Regions from separate parts of the Gasterosteus aculeatus genome. Here region 1 is linked to region 2. Evidence: chromatin contacts called from public Hi-C data. All regions are on one chromosome and are shown on one strand. Each heading gives the region's core, a stretch centred on a gene start, on an enhancer-like site or on the middle of the called end of the contact. The rest is flanking DNA. Distances are from core to core; before and after follow the strand shown. Region 1 has its middle 46 kb from the start of LOC120825440. Region 2 holds the start of pou3f3b (POU class 3 homeobox 3b).

The links. A called contact is a pair of places that touch in the nucleus more often than the background predicts.
Region 1: a contact with region 2 is called in a Hi-C map of skeletal muscle, with 5 times the contacts expected there. The contact joins the enhancer-like site here to the promoter of pou3f3b in region 2. A contact is called at or near these places in 2 of 6 Hi-C or Micro-C datasets (skeletal muscle and whole body).

What each region holds. Positions count from the first base shown.
Region 1 is chr1:29,629,615-29,633,913 of fGasAcu3.hap1.1, forward strand. No RefSeq gene overlaps it. Among protein-coding and RNA genes, the nearest start is that of LOC120825440, 46 kb to the right of the region's middle. Within about 2 kb of position 3,012, at least 1 of the 9 cell types and tissues checked has open chromatin away from gene starts, as enhancers often do.
Region 2 is chr1:29,511,723-29,516,500 of fGasAcu3.hap1.1, forward strand. pou3f3b (POU class 3 homeobox 3b) reads right to left here and starts at 2,246. Exons shown (of 3, transcript XM_078102375.1): 1 at 307-2,246. The coding sequence starts at 1,527. It overlaps LOC144406627 (a long non-coding RNA gene), which reads left to right and starts at 2,503. Exons shown (of 3, transcript XR_013467636.1): 1 at 2,503-4,423.

The DNA.
Region 1 (4,299 bases), core at 1,762-4,261, 120 kb after region 2:
GCCCGACATGCAGAAGTGTTCTTATTAAAAGAGAGAGAGGGCAGATTGTTGGACTCTGGTAAAGAAACAAGTGCTCCAGTTCTCCTCCACTGAGATTCACGTACCGGAAGATGGAGATGTTCTCCACTTAAATCGCAGAGGAAAATGTTAGTAGGGAATTTACAGATCTGTACCAAAATAAAAAAAATAAATGCAATGTTTTTTTGGAGGAGATAAATGTTTTATCTGGACATTTAAACCCAAGGGTTTTAAACAACTTTGAATACATGAAGAAAAAAATGAATCCTTTTTGTGCTAATAAAGCTTAATTTTGTAAGAAATATTTGAATTATGTCCCCAAAAAGAAAATGGACCATTTTTAGTAGCCACAAAAAACGTTTTGCATAAGTTACATAATTATTATTCAGTTTGTCTTTATTTTTCCTGATTTAAAAAAAAAATCAGATTTCCTTTTTGTATTGAATCTATGTACCATATTTACTCTTTCTGTGGAGCAGTGCATGATTAGTAAGGACGAGTCTTCTCTGCCCTGCAAGTGGAAATCTAGCAGTTAAGAAAAGGGAGACGAAGGAGAGGAGGAGGAGGAGACGGAGGAGGAGACGGAGGAGGAGGAGGAGGAGGAGACGGAGAGCGAGGGTCCGGGTGTCACTTTGAGCGAACTCTCCCACGACGCCGCTAACGGCCTCTTTAGTGCACAGCCTCCATCTGCATGAGCTCGGTTTGGCCTTTTTAACACACACACACACACACGCACACACACACACGGACAGACTCTCGCCCACACACACACACACACACACACACACACACACACACACACACACACACACACACACACACACACACACACACACACACACACACTTTTATCCCTCTGTGGAGGGAAAAAGAGGGAAAGTTGCTTATCTAGGTCTGGGCTGACTTGGCCTGAGGCGAAGTCTGACCTTTGCACCACAAAGGTGAAACGCTGTGTTCTCATTGGTTTGAGAAACACGCCTCCAGAAGTAACATTTTTCCCTCTTCACATCTCATCTTTTCATCAGTTGTTGTGTTTTCTCTCCCTTCTTCTCTGCCCCCTTTCTTTGCCCCCCCGACAGGCCCCCCCGATGCTGCTGAACCGTTTGTATCACCGAGGAGCCGCGCAGGGCCGAGCGCGTTCTGCAGGCCGTGGATTTGAGTGTGTATGTCGCTCGCCACGGAATCTTCCGGGAATTCTTCCGGAACGCCGAGGCCGGGGCTCCGGGGTCGAGGTCGCGACCTCGCTAAGGTGTGGATGGTTGACCCCGACCTCGGCGGAGCGATGCGGCTTTCGCTGTGGATGAGAAGCTGCCTCCGGATAAAACACAGGCCTTGTTGTTTTCATCGTAACGTGTGACATCCTTCATGTTTGTTGTAGATTTTATTTCTCATCTTTGCATCAGTAGAAAAACACGACGTATTTGCTTTGAGACGTTTAGATGCAAAACATCTGACTGAAGCAGCTAAATGTTCATTGAAAGGCTCGTCAATGTATTCAACAAAAAAACGGTAATGAATGCTTCTCACGATCCGAAATGTTTCACTATTTTTATCTATTTGTGTTTTAATGTTTTGCAAACGTTGTTACTAGAACAGTAAAAGGCCTTCGCAGCCGTCTTACATAGTTTGCTCACTTTAACCACCATGTTCAGAGAATGTAGTCACACCCTCGTCCAGCGGGTAAATTCCTGTGTTTCTCACCCCCTAAAATAGATTTTGCCTCGTCAATAACACCCACGTTTTACTCCTTTTCATACCAAAAACCCTCTACCTTCATCTACAGACGCAATGGTGATACTTTACGCAGTAATTGTTGCTGACTTGCAGGTCTGTAATTACATGAACAAACATTGTTACGCTCTAATTGTATTTCCAGAAAGGACGAGCTCTCTGTAGGAAGGTGAGGGGGGGGGGCACTAAGAAGTAGGCCATCCACCTCAACTGGCTTGTACTTTCATGAATATATATATATATATTATATATATATATATATATATATATACACATACATATATATATATATATATATATACATACATATATATATACATATATATATAATCAACAAAAAGCCATAATGATTAATTTATTTTTCTATTAAAGTGGAAGAAAAGGATTTTAAAACATTCTAATGGCATCACACTCAATATGACACAAACACTTTTACCAGAACTTGTGTGTTATTTCCTTTTTTTATTCTGTCAGGTCCACAAATGTAAATGTAAAAATAAATGTTTAATATCTTCCAATTCCATTTTCACAGCGAGTTTTAAAACACACTACAGGCCTCTTGGCTTGAATCTGGACTAGTAGTGGCAGCAGCATAGTGGAACTGGGTAATTGGGTTTGCTTTAAACATATTTTGGGGGGTTTTGCCACCTGTGGCTCTCCTGCACATTAAAAAACACAAAAAAATGTATTTTAAAGAAAATGCTGGATTCCCCTTTACAGCAAAAACAAATGATTTGTCCACACTTTAATTTAGAAAATAATAAATAATGTACTTTGCACAATTATTTGTGTGTTGTATTAAAACGGTAAACTTTATAGGATTTCCCTGAATGAAGTCACAATAAAAATGGACTGTACATAATAGTATAATTAAAATATTATGTCACATTTTTTAATCAGCAGTAGCACCGTGCTGAAGCATGAACCCCAAAGATATCGATTCCATCCAAAGTTTCTCCTGAACAAAAAATCTCCTCGTGTTTTATCCTCTAAGATGGAATAAAAGTGCACGTTAAATAAGTCCGCACAGGGAGAGAAGAAGAAGAACATGTGAGAGGTGCGTGTGTGTGTGTGCGTGTGTGTGTGTGTGTGTGTGTGTGTGTGTGTGTATGTGTGTGTGTGCGGGGGAGTGAGAGAAGGGGTTGGAATCAGGGGTGTGTTGACAAGGCAGATATTGTGTATTGGTTTGTGTGGCTTGTGTGGGTCTGTACGTGTGTGTGTGTGTGTTCATGGGTGTGAGTGACGGAGAGGGATGAGGTGGGGGGGGGGGGATTGGGTGGCAGCCCCGCTGTTCGGCCATACGCTCCTGCCTTCTCTTGCCTTTTCAGCCTGGCTGACCACAGAGCTAATTTGCATTAGCGGTGTGTGTGTGGGGTGACGGGGGGCACGGCGGGGGGTGGATTTGCTGGAGGCATGTCTACTCCTCCGGGTGTGTGTGTGTGTGTGTTTATGCATGGAGAGGTTGGTGGGGGGGGGGGCCGTGCTCTGGCAGAGAGGACGTCCACGTAACTCCGGCTAATCAGGGCCGGTTTGAGCCGCGGCCAACGAGCCCACTGCCCCGTCGCCCACCATGTGAAGAAATGCAGGTTAATGGCGCGCGGCACGGAGAGCGAGGCATGCTGGGAAAATGCTGCATGCGCGTTGGGGTGAGGGCTGCCGGTGGGGTTTGAGCATATGGGGTGCTATAGTAAAGGCCACGTGCACCCGCTGCCACGCTCGGTTGCATCGAGCGCCCTCAGTCCTTTGGTGAGGTGCTAGTGACCCCTATGGGCAAGATGCTGCGGGTTTGGGCTATTCATGATGTGCATGGCTGAAGTTGCAAAAAAAATGAAATAAATAAACATGCACACGCCATGTTAGTCCACGGTGAAAATCCTCCTCTTACTAGGATTTGCTTTTAGAAATCCGCTCCTTGCCTTTTGGTGGAATTCTTCCAACGGGGATTTTCCGCCAGAAATATGATGGCAAATTATTTCTGGGGGGAAAGAAATGAGGTGAAAGGTCTAGTTAGACTTTTACACCTTCAATTACTCTATTTTTAAACCCTGGAGCACGGCAGCAGCATCCGGTGAACGGTGAACCTCGGAGCGCTTACGTCCCGCTTACCACTGAGCAGGTAATGATGAGGGAAATGTTTTTGTCCAGAAACCACAGAGGAAGAAAGAGTGACCACAAACCTGGCAACCCCCGAAATAGACTGACTGCTGGCAGTGGCAACGGGGGGGGGGCGCCCTCGCCGGGCAACCCCCCCACCCACCACAGCCCCCCCGAAGGCTCTTAAAGTGTCTGATCCGCATCTTAACTTAAGGAAAATATAATGTATTCCAAAGGCAGGATAAAATAATGTGACACAAAGGGATGAAAACTAGCAGGATGAGGCCTGTAATAAGCTAAAGGGCTACTTGGATAATAACCCCCGAGTACGTGGAGACCGGGTCTGCATGCGCTTCTCCTGTGCCCGCCCGGGAGCTCTAATCCTGGGCTTTGAGGAGGGGGGGGTGGAAGGGGAAGGAGCCGAGGTTGAAGTTTGGTGTAAGATGCATTAGCGTC
Region 2 (4,778 bases), core at 996-3,495:
GGGCGGGTGGGGTGGGGGGTGGGGGGTGGGGGGGGCAAAAAGGGAAAGGTTGCTGTGTTTTTCTCTCTCTCTCTTTCGGGTTTTTTTTTTTCCTGGTGAAAAATAGATAAAACATTTGCAGTCTCATTCATATTCCCTCACAATCACAGTATCAAAAAAAAATCGTAGCTATCTTGGCGATAGTCTGTATTTTTCTAACCAGTTTAATTTCGTATAAAATATTCTCGTGTGCTATTTCTATGTTTCACTGAACATTCGCTTGCAGTCCATGGAGGGGGGCGGTGTTTCTGCACTCACATTGCCGACCTGAGAGTACACATCCTCCGGCGTCTGAGCCACTCCTGGGGGCGTCATCCGTTTTTCCTTCTGTCTCCTATTGCAAAACCACACTCTAACCACCTCCTTCTCCAGCTGCAAGTTGTCCGCCAGCCCGGTGATCTCCTGGGCCGAGGGTTTGGGGCATTTCAGGAAGTGGCTCTCCAAAGCCCCCTTGACGCTCACTTCGATGGAGGTGCGCTTCTTTCGCTTCCTCCCCTGCGCCGCGATCTTGTCGATGCTGGTGGGGCTGCCGGTGGTGGAGTCGGCCTCCTCGAGCCACTTGTTTAACAAAGGCTTCAGCTTGCACATGTTTTTGAAGCTGAGCTGCAGAGCCTCGAATCTGCAAATGGTGGTCTGGGAGAAAACGTTCCCGTACAGGGTGCCCAAAGCCAAGCCGACGTCCGCCTGCGTGAAGCCCAGCTTGATCCTCCGCTGCTTGAACTGCTTGGCGAACTGCTCCAGGTCGTCCGAGGTCGGCGTGTCGTCGTCCGAGTGCGGGTCGTGGCTGTTGATGCCGCCGTGGTGCTGGTGGTGCTGATGCTGCTGGTGGTGGTGGTGGTGGTGGTGGCTGCCGTGGTCCAGATCCGGGGTGTCCCCCCTCACCAAGCCCGGGTGCACCAGGCTCTGGCTCCCCGGACTCAGCATCCCGTTCACGGTGAACCCGCCCGGCTGGGAGTAGATCAGCGACTGCTGCTGCTGCTGCTGCTGCTGCTGCTGTCCCCCGGATATGGAGTTGATGTGAGCGGCAGTCGCGCTCCCCCAACCGCCGGCGTGTGTCTGGTGCGGGGCTAAGTGGGGCGGCCTGTGGTGCAGAGCGGTGCCCGTGTGTAGATCGTCTCTGCCGGAGTTTTTCACGTCCTGCTGCTGAGGGCTGCCCGTCATGCCGACAGGACTCGACGACCACGGCGATCCGGCTTCGGCCGCGGCCACGGCGGCTGCTGCCGCGGCCGCCGCGGCGTGCGGGAGGGATGTCACCCACTGGTGGGCATGGCTCAGCATGTGCCCCCCGTTGCTCGCTGCCATCGCGCCTTGCATAAAGTCACTCTGTACCATCTTGACCGAGGGGTCCCCCCTGTACACCCCGGAGCCCGAGGTAACCGCAGCGCTGCCCGGCTGCATTCCACCACCTCCGGAGTCAGAGTGCACGATGGAGCCGGACGATAAGATGCTATTGCTGGGCAGATAAGGATTGGAAGCCGCGGTGGCCATTCCGTCAGCCCTTATGAATATGTTTGTGGATAACCCCCCCCCTCCACCCTCCCTTTTTACAGTCACTTCTTTCGAGCAGGCGAATTGTATCTCATGAATTATTCAAACTTTAAAAGTATGAGTAGGTTTTGGGCACTACCATCGACGCGCGTAAAAACGCGGAAAAAGCTTCAAAAGCGGTGGCAGAAAACGGAATAAAATCCTCGCCGGTGTTTACTGCATTCTAGGCGAGCGCGGGTGTCGGCGCATAAAAATCCAGTTTTCCCGAAGCCCTTTGAAACCATGTGCAGTCCGCTCAGAAAGTTTCGCACCGGGGTGGTGAACTGCGAGCATTAAAATTCAAATATACAGGAAGAAAAAAAAAAAAGCCTCGTCCCATACAAACTTTAGGTGCTCGCCAAAAACAAACAAAAAAGCCTTGCAAATTGTCCACAGCGTACAAAGTCCCGGTTTATGTCCCCTCTGGATGTGAAAAACATTAGCAGAGTGTCCTTAGTTCTTTTGTAATTCAGTCGCCGAGATTTCTCCCCCGCTTTATTCTTTCCCCTCTCTTCTTTTATACCACTGTGGAGCCTCTCTCTTTGTTCTGTTTTGATGTATATAAACCTGCCAAACCGCAAACTCCCGATGAAGTACAATCCGGTGGAACAGCGGACGGCGCTGCTCGCGAGCCTCTCCTCTCATTCGCTTGTTCTCTCTCCGCACTTCTCTCTCTCTCTCTCTCTCTCTCCCTGACAGGCCGCGTAGTCCCGCCCCCCCTGCCCCCGCCCCCTTTCCTCCGCCCTCCGCGGCGAGCCCGGCGACGCGCGGATGTTTTACCCCCGTGCGTCCCCGTTGATTGGTTACCCGGGCTGTGATTGACAGGTCTCGCCAGCCTCGCCCGGGGCGCAGGAGCCCTCCTTCCGGCGGTTCCAATTGGCTGGTTTCTAATTGCAGTCCAAACAAAACAGGGAACACAACTTGGTGGTAAATAGTACTGAGGTATTAGTACACAAACAGACACTATATAAAACGGTGACCTCTGGTTGTGACCTCTGTGATCGTCATGATTCAAACCACCATCACATTAAGCACATTAATATACTTACACTTGTTGGAAAGCATTAGGTTGAATATAATATAACGAATTAATACAATTCTATTTTTTTATGTTATTCTACACAAACACATCTAGGACTAATAAAAAGCACCAGTTCAAAACATACACAAGTGCATTGTATGCTATTAATAACACGTAATGAGCTGGCTGTGTGTTAGAATAAGGCGTCTATTGGTTCTAACCGGATGGTAAACGCTTCATCCTGTGATATGCACGATGCGCGTGAGTGGGTTCGAATTGGTAGATTGGCAGTTAAAAAAAAGGATTTGGCATAATTCACAAGCTCCGGTTAAATGTTTATGAGCATATGAAAGCAAAGACATTCCGTGGAGGGTCGTGGTTGTTAACGCGGAGGGAAACCGTGACGCTGCACACAGAAACACGGAGCGGCAAAAGTGAAAACCAACGCAGGGAGGAAGTGCGCTGCAGACATGAGCCTGTGCAACGTGGGCTCCTCAAGGAACAAAGGTTACGGGGAGGCTTCCATGCGGAAACCTCAGTGAAGCACAGTGAAAGAGAAAGTGGCAACAACAACACGCGCAAATTGAGCAGCCCTGGGGGGGGGGGGGGGGGGGGGGGTTGCGCGTGCAGGGTGGCGGTGCTGCAAACGTTTGCTGAGCAGCAGCAGAAGAAGAAGAAGAAGAAGCTCACGAAGAAGAAAGGAAAGAAGGAGGAGAAGGGGGGGAAACAGTCTAGAGATCACCCACACCATCCCTCCAGATGACAACATCGCCCCGGTAATGAATGAGGCCTTTGTTGGGTGCGTGGGACCCCTGCGCCTGTTTGGACGCACCCATGGGTGGTAATAAGGGCCAGCCATGAGGCTCGCGCGGCACCCATTCGTTTCGCGGGGTGTCAGCCGCCTGTTGAGCGCACCTGGACAGAACGGGGCCTGTGGCAGGTGATCCTCTGACAGGATTAACTGCGTTTTGTACAAAGGTTAGAGCTGCATGTCGCGCGTAACCCCAAACACCGGCGCGTAAGCTCTCGAATCAAAGATGACGCAAAGATTTTTATTGCAGGAGGGATTTAAGGGCAAATACACGGCAGAGGAGTACTGTGTACTCCATGCCAGTACACCCCGCCCCCCCCTCCCTCTCCTCATCCCAGTAGATTTGATTTGGACCGGGCTCAAAACCGAGGGAGCCTCGTGGATTTGTTTACATTGAATAGGCAGGCTCGGGGCCAGGACCATGGGGCCCTCTGTTCATTAATATACATTGAGGATTTCTGTCTAAATTACTGCCGTTCAACCCGCGCCGCGCGCGTTAACGTGCGTCTCGGGCGGCCAACAGAAACGCGAGTATGCAGAGAAAAGGCTCCTCGCACTAGAAAACCCCCTTAAAATGAAAATAATACACGCTAAACATGAGAGGAGAGTGAAACGGCATTTCAGAAATGCTCACCGAAACCACCGCGCTGTGATACAAAACCCCTCTCTGATATATGATGTGTTTATTATTTATTTGCTTATTATAAAAGGTCCCCAAGTTCCCTGCTGGGGGAGTTCATTTATTTTGTATGCAAAATAAAAAAAAAAAAAGAAAGAAAGGGGGGAGAGGAAAAAAAAAATCATCCCCAAGTATAACAAGAGACGAACAGTTAGTGCTGATTTTCATTTGCATAAATTTTCATATATTTTAGTGAAAATAATAGCGGGAGCCGAGGAGGGCTCCTGCTCAGTTGAGGCAGAGGAAAGAAAATCTTAGGGAGCACCGAGTCGTAGGGAAAGGGAGATAACCATTGACAAGCCACGGGTGCACAATGTGAAGCTATTTCCCTTTTCTTGGACACAAGGTAAGACGACGACGATCCGCGAGCAGTTCTTTTTACGCGTGCTGAACGTGAGGGTTGAACCGCGCCCGCGTCCTTGCGCACTGCTTTACCCGAGATTTCAGCCTTTTGCGACAAGCATGACTCATATTCTCGTATATTTTCAACCGAAAATTGCAAATGCGTCGTCCCCTTTTTTTTTCTCTCCCCACGTTTACCCGGAATGCGTAAAAATCAATGCGCGCGCCGCCGTTTGCTTTTGCGCCTCTGCTTTTTATATAAATATCGGGCAGATGGAGAAGCTGCGCGATTTTGCAGTGAATGTCCGCCAAAGAAAAGTGCAATCAATCACATTTTAAGCAGAGAAAGAGAGAGAGGG